Regions from separate parts of the Mus musculus genome. Here all the other regions are linked to region 3. The links are chromatin contacts, called in public ChIA-PET and capture Hi-C maps. All regions are on one chromosome and are shown on one strand. Each heading gives the region's core, a stretch centred on a gene start, on an enhancer-like site or on the middle of the called end of the contact. The rest is flanking DNA. Distances are from core to core; before and after follow the strand shown. Region 1 holds the start of 4933432I03Rik (RIKEN cDNA 4933432I03 gene). Region 2 overlaps 4933432I03Rik (RIKEN cDNA 4933432I03 gene). Region 3 has its middle 12 kb from the start of Gm41234.

Region 1 (4,116 bases), core at 463-2,962, 230 kb before region 3:
CGAACTCCCATGCTCACTGTATTCCTTTTCACAATGGCCAAGGGGCAGATACAACCTCTCAGTGATGAATGTGCAGAGAGAATGAAACATATACAGAGAGCATAGACTATGCCAGTCAGTCACTAAGGATTCGCTCCCTCCCAAAAGGGATCAAATGGATGTAGCTGGAGACCAGTGTGATCTGTGATATGAGAAAGACCCCGCCCGAATGACAAGTGCGGCATGCCCTTAGTATCTGTGGAGTGGTAAGAGTTGACCTCACAGGAATTGAAAGGGAAATGATTGTCAGAAGCTGGAGAGAGAGAGTAAGAGAGAGAAGCTATGGGGACAGGTTGATCAATGGGAAATAAATTAGTTAGGTAGGCGCAAAAAAAAAAAAAGTTCTGGCAGAAAAGAAAACAAACAACACCAATGAAAACCTCAAGAGAAAACCCAAGCAAACATACAAGCAAGCAAGAATGAGCAAACTGTCACAAGCACAAGCTCTGGTCTGCTGTTGAACAGTGAGGTATAGACAACAGCAATAGATTATACATTTCAAAAACCCAGAGAACGGATTTAACTGCTTTTACTGTAAGTATATGATGTTATTGGAAAGCCCTTTGTCAGTAAAATTCTTGCCATACAAGCATGAGGGCTTGGGTTTGGATCCCCAGCATCCCCATAAAAATCAGAGTATGGTGGTGCAGGCTTGTAGCCCCAGCCCTGGAGATGGAGACAGGAGGAGCCCCAGAGCTTGCTGGCCAGATCATCTAGCCAATCAGAAATGTACAGGCTCAGAGAGATCTTATCTCAAAAACTAAGGTGAAGGCCAACTGAGGTAAGACATCCAAAGTCAGTGTCTTGCCTCTATGTGCGCATGGACACCCATGCATGCCCCCCTACACACACATACACAAAAGAATCGATCAGTGCTTGAGTAGAGGGATATAGTTAATTAATTTCAACATTGTACATGTGTACTTATGCCAAAACATCACTATCCCATCACAATATGTGCCACTTAATGTTTTTATACAGTCATTATAAATCAACATGGTTAAACGTTTACAACTTTTGATAAACATCATTTCTTTGTTCTTTTAGAGTAAAATAGCAGCCAGAGCTCTTGTTTTCCAGAAAAAACACCATTACGTTGATCAGTCTCCTTGAACAAGGTAGTGTTGGTTGCAGCCCTGTGGGGACCCACAGAGTGGAACTGAAACTGCCTCCAGCCACTGCTGGTCACATCTTCAGAGATCTTCGCTGACTGGCGGCGCCATTGTAAGCCCCATGACTGACCTTGTTACAGAGCCACGTGGCTCAGAATCTCCAGGTTTTCTGATCCTTGGACGCTTTATTTCAGAGTGTGTTAGAGTCCTCCAGAGGAACAGAACTGGGCATATGTATGCATATATGCACGCGTGTGTGTGTATATGAGAGATGGGGTGGAGGGGGGGGGGGGAGAATGTGAGCGTATGTGGGGGAGTGGGAGGAAAGAATAGAGGGGGAGGGGCGTGTTATTTACTCATTACAGTGGTTGGTTCACAACACTGTGGAGGCTGACAGGCCCTGGGAGAAACAGTTGATAAATCGGAGACCCAGGGATCTCTTGGGTGCAGCCAGGAAGAATCTGAAGGCTAGAGAATACAGACTCAGTGCTGAAGCTCCAACCCAAACCCTGGCAAGACTGAGACCCAGGAAGGGCGGAGATTCTCTACCCTACCCTTACCCCCAAATCCCTTCTTGCTGCTCAAGCGCAATGTGGAGGAAGAACTACCATCTGTCCTAGAGTGCCTGCTTCTGACTGGGTAAGAGTTACTCATACTGGGGCGGGTGTTAGGCCACACTCAGTCCATCAATTGAAAAAAATCATGTGTTTAATTTTGTAGCAGTCTGAATTGCTGACCTGGGGCGGGGTGCTTGCTTTTCGGTTTCCTTTCTCTGACATCTTCTTTCCTGTGATACTATTGAGCAAAACCTGATGAGTCAACCTCTGTGTGACCCTGGTTTCAGTTCGCAGCAAGCAGCTGGTGTCTTAGAAGCTCAGCGGCAGGAACCGCCCGCACGCCTAGGTTTGTTCACTTGGGGCACAGTCTTTATGGAAGCCCTTTTGAAGATGGCGAAAGTACAGGGATTCAGGTTTCCCTAAGAGGACAGTGGTCACAGCCTGCTCCCTGGCTCTCTCTCCCTCTTCCTGTCATTGTCCTGGCTCTGTACTCCCCAGTCCTTATGGAAGAAAAGGAAACCAGATTTTAACAAAGGTGATAAAAATAAAGATGACCGAATCACTGCAGAGCTGATATTTTTATGTCAGTCACAATAGAAAGAATAAAGTGTAGTGTTCTTCATTTCCAGTGCAAATGAGTCATATGTTTGCACACGTGTGTGTGTGTGTGTGTGTGTGTGTGTGTGTGTGTGTGTGTTTGTGAGTGCATATGCAGGAAAATAAATTTAGTTAAAAGCATGAATTTACTTTGAATTAAGTTTTGCATTGTTAGAAGTCATGAGTCTGTGTTTGCTTTGCATACATATGTGTCCCTTCTGCATTCTTTACCGATTCATTAAAATTTGGGTGGAATTTTACAGGTTTGCAGAAAATAACTGAGTCTCCAGACTACAAAGTGAAGAATAGGGACCAATGAATGAATGCCTGGCTATAAAACCATCTGGGGTGCAGTCAGTTCGGCACAGTGTTTTGTGAGACCTGTTTGAGGATACTCAGACGTCTGATAATCCATCAGAATTATTATTCTACCTTCAAGAAAGGTACTGTGGGTGGCTCTCTCAGGGGCATGCAATAGTGTGGTGTTGAGTCCTAGTTAACTATGGATGGTTGAGGGATTATCTGCAGACTGAGTCCTAGTTAACTATCAATGGTTAAAGGATTATCTGCAGCTGGATACTTGATAAAAAGAGAATAAAACGGACTTTTGCTTATTTAAAAACAAATTTACCCTCTAAATAGTCTATGCAGCAATGCTTTTTGTACTGGAAGCAGGCAGAATAGAAGTAAGGCGTGTTATGATAATTTGAGCTGTATGTAAACTTACAATGGTAGTGTAGCTCATGCGGAATATTGGTAGGGATCCTCAAAGGAAGGTCAGGGTTCATCCTTTTGACATTGCCACATCACATCGTCAACTTTTTAAAAAGTCAAGTCCTTTTCCTTCACCAAAAGTTTCTTCATTGAGTTTCAAGGAAATTTCTTGTACTGTTTATAGATTTAGTTTGTCATCTATTTCTCTCTGCACACATGAGCGAGATTGTATGGCTAGGTGCTCATCCTCCTCAACTCTACAGTTGAGTCTGTTCAGTATCCTGATAGGATTGGATGGCTTCATGGTCTAATCACTTCACTGTGTCCATTCTGCTATTTAGTTCTTTAAATGAATTTCCTGCTTTGGTGATGCCAATGTTCCCTCACTGTATCAAAATACATGGTGCTCATCACCTTATGAAGAGAAAAAGGTTCTGTTGCCATCTCTAGTTGATGTCCTGATTTGCTCACCCTGTTTCTTTGGATCGGGAAGCAACATCACGTAGGGAGCGTATCATGGACCAAAAATGCCTTCACATGAGTGGCTAAGGGACGAGTCAGTGAACAAAGAGCGCCAGGGAGTTGGAGTCTCAGGGTCCCCCTCAAGGACATACCTTCAGTGATCTGAAGCTGTCCCTCTAAAGTCCTACTTTACAAAACTCTACCCCCATTTATCAATGTTGCCCTGAGGACTAAGCTTTTGGCACATGGGTCTTTTAGGAGCCCCTGGGATCTAAACTGAAATCGACAGCCATGTTAACATTTTGTTTTATGTTTTTCCAGTTTTTGATACGGCAACTTAATAATATCTTTGAGAAAATGACTTCAGAAATCGAAGTTTTCTCCTATGATCAGTCTCTTGTGCCACCTCAGCACCTCTCTCCTGATGCCGTGGGCATAACTCATGTCACATGATTTTGTTGTTCTTCCATGTGCTATATCCTATGGTACCCTGATCACTGGTGTTGAGATGGACTCTTGACTGATTGTGGTAGTACATCTCAGTCTTCCCAGCCCTCTATACTGCCATGACCATCCTTATTGAAATGTAGCTTCAATTTGAATAACAATCAGAAAGATTCTCCCCAAACACACTT
Region 2 (4,257 bases), core at 444-2,943, 200 kb before region 3:
ATGGAGAACATACAATCCCAGCGCTGAGAGGCAGGAAAAACTGGATCCTTGCAGCTTGCTAGCCATCTAGCCTAGCCTACTTGGCAAGTTCGAGACCAGTGAGCGACTTTACCTTAAAAACCAAAACAAACAAATAAAAAGATAGATGGTAGGTAAGCAATTACACCCGGGTTATTTACACACACACACACATACTCACCTGCACACAGATGCACACACAGTGCACATACATTATGTGACTGTAGCTCTCAAACGCTGAGGTGGAGAAACGCACATGCTAACTGGCAGGGGATCGCAATGGAAGCAGGAGCCACTGAATGTGGTGAGAGGCAAAGGCAGCTCACCCTGGCTCTTAGGTTTCTGGTTAGGGGACCAGACATGGACCATAAGAGGAGGAACAGTTGTTGCAGAAAAGACAACACACTTATGCGTGCTACAGCTTAAATACTTGACAGACATGAAAGTGGAGAGTAGAGAGATGGATACAGAACAGGGATTTCTGGAGATCTTTGTTGGAGGAGGAGATCTGTGAACTGGCTTTAAATCAGGTGAAAGGTGAACCTTCCATCATTTCCCTTTACAGGGTTTGTAGGGTTAAATGGGGTCCTGACAGGTGTTGGGAAGCCTTGAGACACCACTCCTGGGGTGGGGAAGTGTAGTCTGGGGCACAGGAACAGCCGGAGCTGGCTTGGGGGTCCCCGCGCTTGTGACAAGGCTGGGACCGTCTGGTTCTAAGGCTCTTGAGCACCCAGGTGCCTCTGGATGCCGTGGAAGAGCTGAGAATGAAGTGGGGGCCCGAGGGCCGGATCTGGCCCAGGGTTGAGGGGGAAAAGAGGGAAGCTCTGGCTAGCTCCCAAGGGGAGGAGTCCTTGGCTTGTTAGGGAGTGGCTGGCTAGGCTTGGTGGTCGTGGCTGGGAGCGCTGAGTGGCCTTCTGTGGGAGATTAATGGCAGGCTCTTTAGGCGATTCCTAGACTCCCCACAGTGGATCCCGATGAAAAGAGGCAGTCAATGGTTTTAAGGCATTTATTGTCATGGTGGAAGGTGGGTGAGTCAAACCGTCCTCCACTTCTCAGGATGAGGTTAAGTAGCTTTTGCAGGGAGGAGAATCTGGGAAGGAAAGCTTAAGTGGCTAAACCCTTCAGGCCTTAAGGTACCTCATTAAAATGGAGATCTGTCTTGAGCCTACATGAAGTCCTCTACCTGAGGAGGGGTTTGGGGTGTTGCCCTTACATGACTGATGGCCACAGATCTACGGAGGGCCGTGGCCTCCTGTCAGGAGCCTAGTGTCTGGGAACCAGGCAAAAAGCCTGCTGTCCCTTGAGGGTCACTGGGGTTTCTAAACTTAGTTCAACCAGGAGCCAGATTGCATTTCACCATCCTAGTTAGCAATGCTTACTTCCTGTGCAATATTTCTCTACACACCTCACCTATGGCTAAGGACATACAACTAGGCCTGGCTAATATGATGTTGGTATCACTTTCCAGATTAAGGTGTGGCCCCTTCTTCCTCTTCCCTGCCTTCACACTGTGAAGCCATGTGACCATGAGACTCCTGGGTCACCTTGTGGGTCAGGGAGGAGGAGAACTGCTGAGATTTCATTGAATGTTTTGTAATGAGGAAGGTGACACATTCTTCTTTGTCTCTGACATAACGTACCCCATGAGAAAACTTCCCCTTCTGTGGCAGCCTGCCCGCGGTATTGCCGCTGCTCCACTCTTGTCTGTGTGGCCATGTTTAGGAGAGACTGTTTTACAGCACACTTCCCTGTATTCTGACTTGCAATCTTTCTACCTCCTCTTCTGTCATGTTCAGATGCTGGAGCTGTGATGCAGAGGGTAGACTTTGGAGCTGGGCTCCCCACGACCTGTTGGTCACTGCATTGCATACAATTGTGGTTCTCTGTGATGGGCTTCATTTGCTGTAAAGAAAAGCTTCTGTGATGAGGGGTGGTAAAAGGACAATTAGCCTCTTGGAGGGATGAACCACCCTCGAGGATGTCCAAGGTGAGTGCCAGCCTTGAAACCATGTAAAATACAGAAAGCAGATTCTACTAGTATATACTATATACATGCAAATATGTATGTAATAAACAGAATAAAAAAGAATCTATTAACAGGAGAGTGGGAGTGGCCCCAGGGAGGGGAACTAAGAGAATCTAGAAGGGAGAAAGTGAAGGGGGGAGTCATCTAGGACTGTTTCAATTAAAAACATTAAGATAAGTGATAAGGCAGCTTGATTTCAGTGTTTAGATTTCAGAATATGATGTAGTTGCTGATGTTTTTTCCTGAGTAAAATAACATGTTTCTGGGTCATTTATTGCATTCTAAGATTTTACCATCCCTTTACGTTAGTATTGATATGTAGAAGACAGTCCTCCTTGCAAGGAACTCAACCCACTCCTTCAGAAGACTTAGTGATCTTGTAAAGACATAGAGCTGGTCACACACCTGTGTTGTCATCCACCTCAGAATGTGTGGAGCCCCCCAGAGGCCAGCACAACCTCTGTCCAGATCAATAAATGACTTGCTTTAAAAAAAAAAGCCTCTTCCCTCATATATGACATCTGACAGCAGTTTTCCCTCCCTGCTCCCCTCCCAGTCCCACCTCCTGACCTCTCTCCTCTCCCCAGATCCAGTCCTTCTCCATTTCCCTTCAGAAAAGAGCAGGCCTCCCAGGGATATCAACCAAACATGGCATATCAAGTTTCAACAAAACTAGGCACCTCCCCTTATATTAAGGCTGAATAAGGCAACCCAGTTGGAGGAAAGGGTCCCAGTGGCAGGCAAAAGAGTCAGGGACGGCCCTCGCTCCCACTATTAGGTGACCTCCAAGAACACCAAGTTACACAGCCATAACATGCAGAGGACCTAGGTCAGACCCCTATAGGATCCCTGATTGGTAGTTCAGTTGGTGACTTTTTTTTTTTAATTAAGGCATTTTTTATTAGATATTTTCTTCATTTACATTTCAAATGCTATCCCCAAAGCCCCCTATACCCTCCCCCAAGCCCTGCTCCCCAACCCACCCACTCCTGTTTCCTGGCCCTGGCATTCCCCTGTACTGGGGCATATGATCTTCGCAAGACCAAGGACCTCTCCTTCCATTGATGGCTGGCTAGGCTATCTTCTGCTACATATGCAGCTAGAGACACGAGCTCCGGGGGTACTGGTTAGTTCATATTGTTGTTCCTCCTATAGGGTTGCAGACCCCTTTAGCTCCTTGGGTACTTTCTCTAGCTCCTTTATTAGGGGCCCTGTGTTCCATCCAACAGATGACTGTGAGCATCCACTTCTATATTTGCCAGGCATTGGCATAACCTCACAAGAGAGAGCTATGTCAGGGTCCTGTCAGCAAAATCTTTCTGGCATATACAATAGTGTCTGGGTTTGGTGGTTGAATATGGGATGGATCTTCCAGTGGGACACTCTCTGCATGGTCTTTCCTTCTGTCTCAGCTCTGAACTTTGTCTCTGTAACTCCCTCCATGGGTATTTTGTTCCCCATTCTAAGAAGGAGCAAAGTATCCACACTTTGGTCTTCCTTCTTCTTGAGTTTTATGTGTTTTACAAATTGTATCTTGGGTATTCTATGGATAAACCTTGAGATGGATGGAGCCTCTAATTCCATGTAATGGGCAGAAATTGCATCTCATCCTTCCTAGGTGAGCTCATCCATACTAATGCTTGCTCATATACGTTCCTTGAAATTCTGAACTCTGAACCCCCAAGCATCAGATTGTGATATGAAGGAAGCCTGAAGACATCTTCTGCTGACATCTGCTGGTGTGTAGACTTCAGGTCTTAGGGATGGCTCCTGCTGAGGTGTCATAATACATGTGTGTGGACTTGTCATGTAGGCTACACTGCTGCCCAGATCCTTTTTCATGACTCAGTGGCCCCTTGGGACCTGCTAATTCCCCAAGTCTCATCACAATCCCTTCTTTTGGGGGCTCAGGGATTCCCTGTTGAGGAATGCCTACTGCATCTCTTCTCACTTCCCACTGCTCTATTCTACCCTTAAGATAGCATCACATAGGAATGCCACAGACCTTGGCACTGCCTCTCCCCATAGACTGAAGGTGTCCAAGCAAGAGCTCTACTTCCCTTCGCCAGTCATTTCCTTCCTAAGTGCACACTGGAGAAGCAGCTTCCTGAGGGCACAGTAGGGAGGAACAGGAAAACCTGAATTAAACCAAAAGGATTCACTCTTCAGGAATCTGCCACCCCACATCCCCCAGCCCGTTGGATTTACTCCTA
Region 3 (3,795 bases), core at 806-3,305:
CAAGGGCTTGACTACAAGTGGTTTCTCTGGTATGCCGTGTCTCAGGAAGTACCAGGAGACAACTTACAAGTAAGATAAGGAAGGAAGGGATGCCAGCCTATGTAAAGATGACGATAAATGGATCACTGCTATGGATAATTGGCATTCAGTTTTGCTACCAACCTTCTGGAAGACTGTGGGATATACCATGGAATCTTTTGACAGCTACGGATGAGTCTAGTGTCTCAAATCTTTCATGGATTGAGAGCTGGGCCTGAGGTGGTTAGCTTTCTACTGCTGGAGATCTATCCAGGGGCAGAGAGGTAGAGAGACAGTAAAACAGGGAAGGTCCACAGTTAACTCCTAGTGGGTGGACAGTGTTTGCTGAGGTACCTGCAGGGTCAGCTAGTCCCCCATTCATATACTTCTCTCTCTGGTAGATACATCTTATCTGGATCTTCCATGCCCTTGAGTTGACCCACAGAATCAGGACCAGATGTATGCCTCTATTGCTGACTTCAAGAAGTCACGAGAGAGAAATAGTCTTGCCTTTTTCTGCTCTTCCCTAAGGAGGAATGTATATAAGGAGACTGTAGATAGCTCCGTATCCCAGAGAAGGCTGACTCCTGTCCTGTGAGTCCTGTTTGTTGCATAGTCCCTTTCTCTGCCTGTCTCACACATTTGTAAGAGGACCATTGCTTTTCTTCTCATATTTTCCCATGAGGTAAGCACAAACCTGGGACTGTCTCCGTAAGATGTCAAGGATCCAGTGGAATAAAATTTCTCCTTTCGAGCCCACCAACAGCTCACTTGGGAAGCTAACTTTGTCTTTCACAAAGCAGTTGGTCAGAGTGGACCCCCAGGTAGAGGTTCATAAGGGCAGGGAGACATGAACCATAATCACCGACTTAAATTCATTTCTCACATATTTTCCCCAGAATCTCCATGCTCTGGTTGGCCCACTTGCAAACAGTCAAAATGGCGGAGAAATTTTCCACTAAAATTTTATTCACTTTTTCAATCACTGAAGGGCCCTAACTTTGTTCATTTGGTAAAGTTCAAGAAATAAGTAGAAAAGACAGACAAAACCCACTCCCAAATAGAAGACAACAAATGGAAAAAAGAATACACACATGCAATGCGTGTGCGCGTGAGCGCACGCACACACACATACACACACTCATCACACACACAGAATACACAGAGAACATACACACAGAACACACACACAGAACATACACACACAGAACACACATACAGAACACACACACACAGAACACACAGAACACACACACACAGAACACACAGAACACACACACACAGAACACACACACACAGAACACACATACACAGAACACACACAGAACACACACACAGAGAATACAAACACACACAGAACACACATAGCACACACAGAAAACACACATATACACAAAACACACACAGAACACATACATACGCACACAAAACACATACACACAGAGAAAAAACACACACAGAGAAAAAACACACACATAGAGAAAAAACACACATACAGAGAAAAAACACACAGAGAACACACACACACACACACACACACACACACACACACACACACACACGTAGTTTGGGGGATAGCTCAGTTAGTAAAATGCTCCCATGCTTATCTTGCAGGCATGAGGACTTGCATCATTTTATCCAGAAACCTGACTAGCTCATTTCTGAAATAGTTGTTTTGTTTTGTTTTGTTTTGTTTTGTTTTGTTTTGTCTTTTTGGTGGGGTGAGGAAGCCCCAAATAATTTTGCTTGTCTTTCCTGTTAAAAAAAACAGAAGCTTGTCTCTAACATCTTCTCCTTTTCCAGTCTTATATTAATTTCTCATTTTTTGGTGTGACTGATCACTTATTGGTGTGTGTGTGTGTGTGTGTGTAGTGTGAAGGGTTGCTAGCAGAGACCCAAACAGAAAGGATAGTGCGACAGGCTTTAATTATTCCCTCAAGGTTTCCGGTGTTGAAAACTTTCTGCGTTCTCAGTTACTCTCTGACAGGGCACAATTTCCCTCTGTATTTTCGGTTTTCAGAGGCTAGGACAGCGAAGGTGAGCCACGTGACCACAGGCTGGCTGACCTCCACTCGTCGCCATTTCCTCTCCTCTCTACCCTCTGCTCCACTTCTGCTATTTCCTTTAGATAAGAAGCCGAATCATCCCACAGGAAGAGCAAGATGTCATGCTGTCTCCTGTAGCTCCCCAGCGCTCAGGAGCCTTGTGGCATTACATTGCGACCCTTCAGGAATAGTCTTTGCTTCTCCAACGGTCTGTCACCCGGCACAGAAGTCTGATTTTCAGTTGAGGGATTGAGTACAACCCAGACCACTTGTGGCAGGCCTCTTCATCTCTCTGGGATCTGAGGAGTTGTGCCCTCAGGGTGGCCACCTAACTCAGTTTAGACTGTACAGTGTTTTACTGCCAAGCCTTACACTGTGGTTTTGTGGCTGGGACAGTTTACATGTCAGAAGCGGGGGATTTTTCTGCTGATATTTTACATTTGTTTTGTGTGCTGGCTTTAGGACAGCAGGCTGAGCAAAACTGTTTTGCCTTTCTGCTCTATTCAGTGACAGCATGTTCTCAGGCACACTAATTCACACCGTAACATTAACTCTGGTGAGGCGTGGGTTACTTTAAAGGGTGGTCTCCCATCCAAGTGGGAACCGGAATGGACCCTGCTTAGCTTCCGAGATCAGACAAGAACTGATGCATTCAGGGTGGAAAAGGGATGTGGAGAGTGGCGCAGAAGGGGGCGCTGATGCTATAATTTCCAATGGTTAGAGGCTCTTGCCTTTTTCTAGGGCCTTAAGCTGAAATCTCAAAAGGGCATGAAGAAACAAGGAAGATTTTATCCTTCTCTTCATGTTTTAGCTCCCCGAAACCGCCAAACTGCCAAGGCTGAGGTTCAGACTGTAGCTGATGCACGCAAGCTCCTCATATATTATTTTGCGTTGCTGTTTGCACGCATCCATCAGGTGCGGTCATTCACCAAGAGAGGTGGCCACTGCATTGTTTGCTTAGAGCCGAACCACGGTCTCCTTGGAGCCAAAACTGGGCTTATTTCATTAGACCACCACCTTTTTCTTTCCATAGTCATTTGTGTTTCAGCTATAAATAATACAATCTATGTTTTAAAAATCACAATGTAACTTGAATTTCTAAAAATACTCAGGAGAAAATCATTTTCTGAAGGCTGGCCCTTCTGCCTTTATCTCTATGTTGTTATTAAAAATGATGATGAATTAACTGACAGGCATCCTCAAGATTGTCTATAGCGTTTCCTTTTCTGAGCAATGTAGGACAGGCTAAATAAGAACACATTTGGCATGATCTGAAGTCAACGCTGTCTGGAACATGGGGTTGTAGATAGCTGCTTAAAGTCTAAAAATTCTAATGATCTTGGGTACAGTCCCCTTTTCTGTAATTTTTTTTTTGTCAAAAAATTTTACCTCACTTAAAATATTCAGAAGATAATTCTATTGTGTTAATAATTTTTCTTTTAGGTTTGGTCTTTAGACATGCGACAGCTTAGTGTCAAGTTTATTGTGTTGCTTATTATAATACCCACCACAAACATTCATTTCATTTCACTGTGTATTATGACTCTTTTTTATAATCTATTTTTTGTTTCGTCATCTCTCATATATTACATCTCTAGCTGTTTTCCCTCCTCTCCTGCCAGTGTCCCCCCAACTCCCCTCTCCCCCAGATCCACTCCTCCTCCATTTCCTTCCAGAAAAGAGCAGACCTCCCAGGGATACCAACCAAACACAACATAATAAGGTACAATAA

The links. ChIA-PET counts read pairs in DNA pulled down with a chosen protein or histone mark. Capture Hi-C pulls out chosen DNA fragments and counts their contacts.
Region 1: a contact with region 3 is called in an RNA polymerase II ChIA-PET map of effector CD8 T cells, with 12 read pairs. The contact joins the promoter of 4933432I03Rik here to the enhancer-like site in region 3. A contact is called at or near these places in 4 of 39 promoter capture datasets (the C10 cell line, neutrophils and pre-B cells), 1 of 15 datasets of contacts at CTCF or cohesin (CD8 T cells), 2 of 484 Hi-C or Micro-C datasets (bone marrow-derived macrophages and erythroblasts), 4 of 115 datasets of contacts at active chromatin or transcription factors (the 230-238 cell line, effector CD8 T cells, memory CD8 T cells and 1 more) and 2 of 9 other capture datasets (adipose tissue and liver).
Region 2: a contact with region 3 is called in a capture Hi-C map of bone marrow-derived macrophages, with 4 times the contacts expected there. The contact joins two enhancer-like sites. A contact is called at or near these places in 1 of 15 datasets of contacts at CTCF or cohesin (CD8 T cells), 12 of 484 Hi-C or Micro-C datasets (the Ba/F3 cell line, bone marrow-derived macrophages, brain and 8 more), 3 of 115 datasets of contacts at active chromatin or transcription factors (the HPC-7 cell line, bone marrow-derived macrophages and microglia) and 1 of 9 other capture datasets (bone marrow-derived macrophages).

Annotation. Positions count from the first base shown.
Region 1 is chr14:103,031,399-103,035,514 of GRCm38.p6, reverse strand. 4933432I03Rik (RIKEN cDNA 4933432I03 gene) reads left to right here and starts at 1,712. Exons shown (of 3, transcript NR_045657.1): 1 at 1,712-1,790; 2 at 2,569-2,748.
Region 2 is chr14:103,005,322-103,009,578 of GRCm38.p6, reverse strand. All of the region lies in intron 2 of 4933432I03Rik (RIKEN cDNA 4933432I03 gene), which reads left to right. Among named protein-coding and RNA genes, the nearest start is that of Gm34643, 5.4 kb to the left of the region's middle. Within about 2 kb of position 1,693, at least 41 of the 459 cell types and tissues checked have an H3K27ac peak or open chromatin away from gene starts, as enhancers often do. A contact at or near this core is called in bone marrow-derived macrophages, where this site is marked.
Region 3 is chr14:102,805,026-102,808,820 of GRCm38.p6, reverse strand. No RefSeq gene overlaps it. Among named protein-coding and RNA genes, the nearest start is that of Gm41234, 12 kb to the right of the region's middle. Within about 2 kb of position 2,055, at least 172 of the 459 cell types and tissues checked have an H3K27ac peak or open chromatin away from gene starts, as enhancers often do. A contact at or near this core is called in CD8 T cells, adipose tissue, bone marrow-derived macrophages and 7 more, where this site is marked.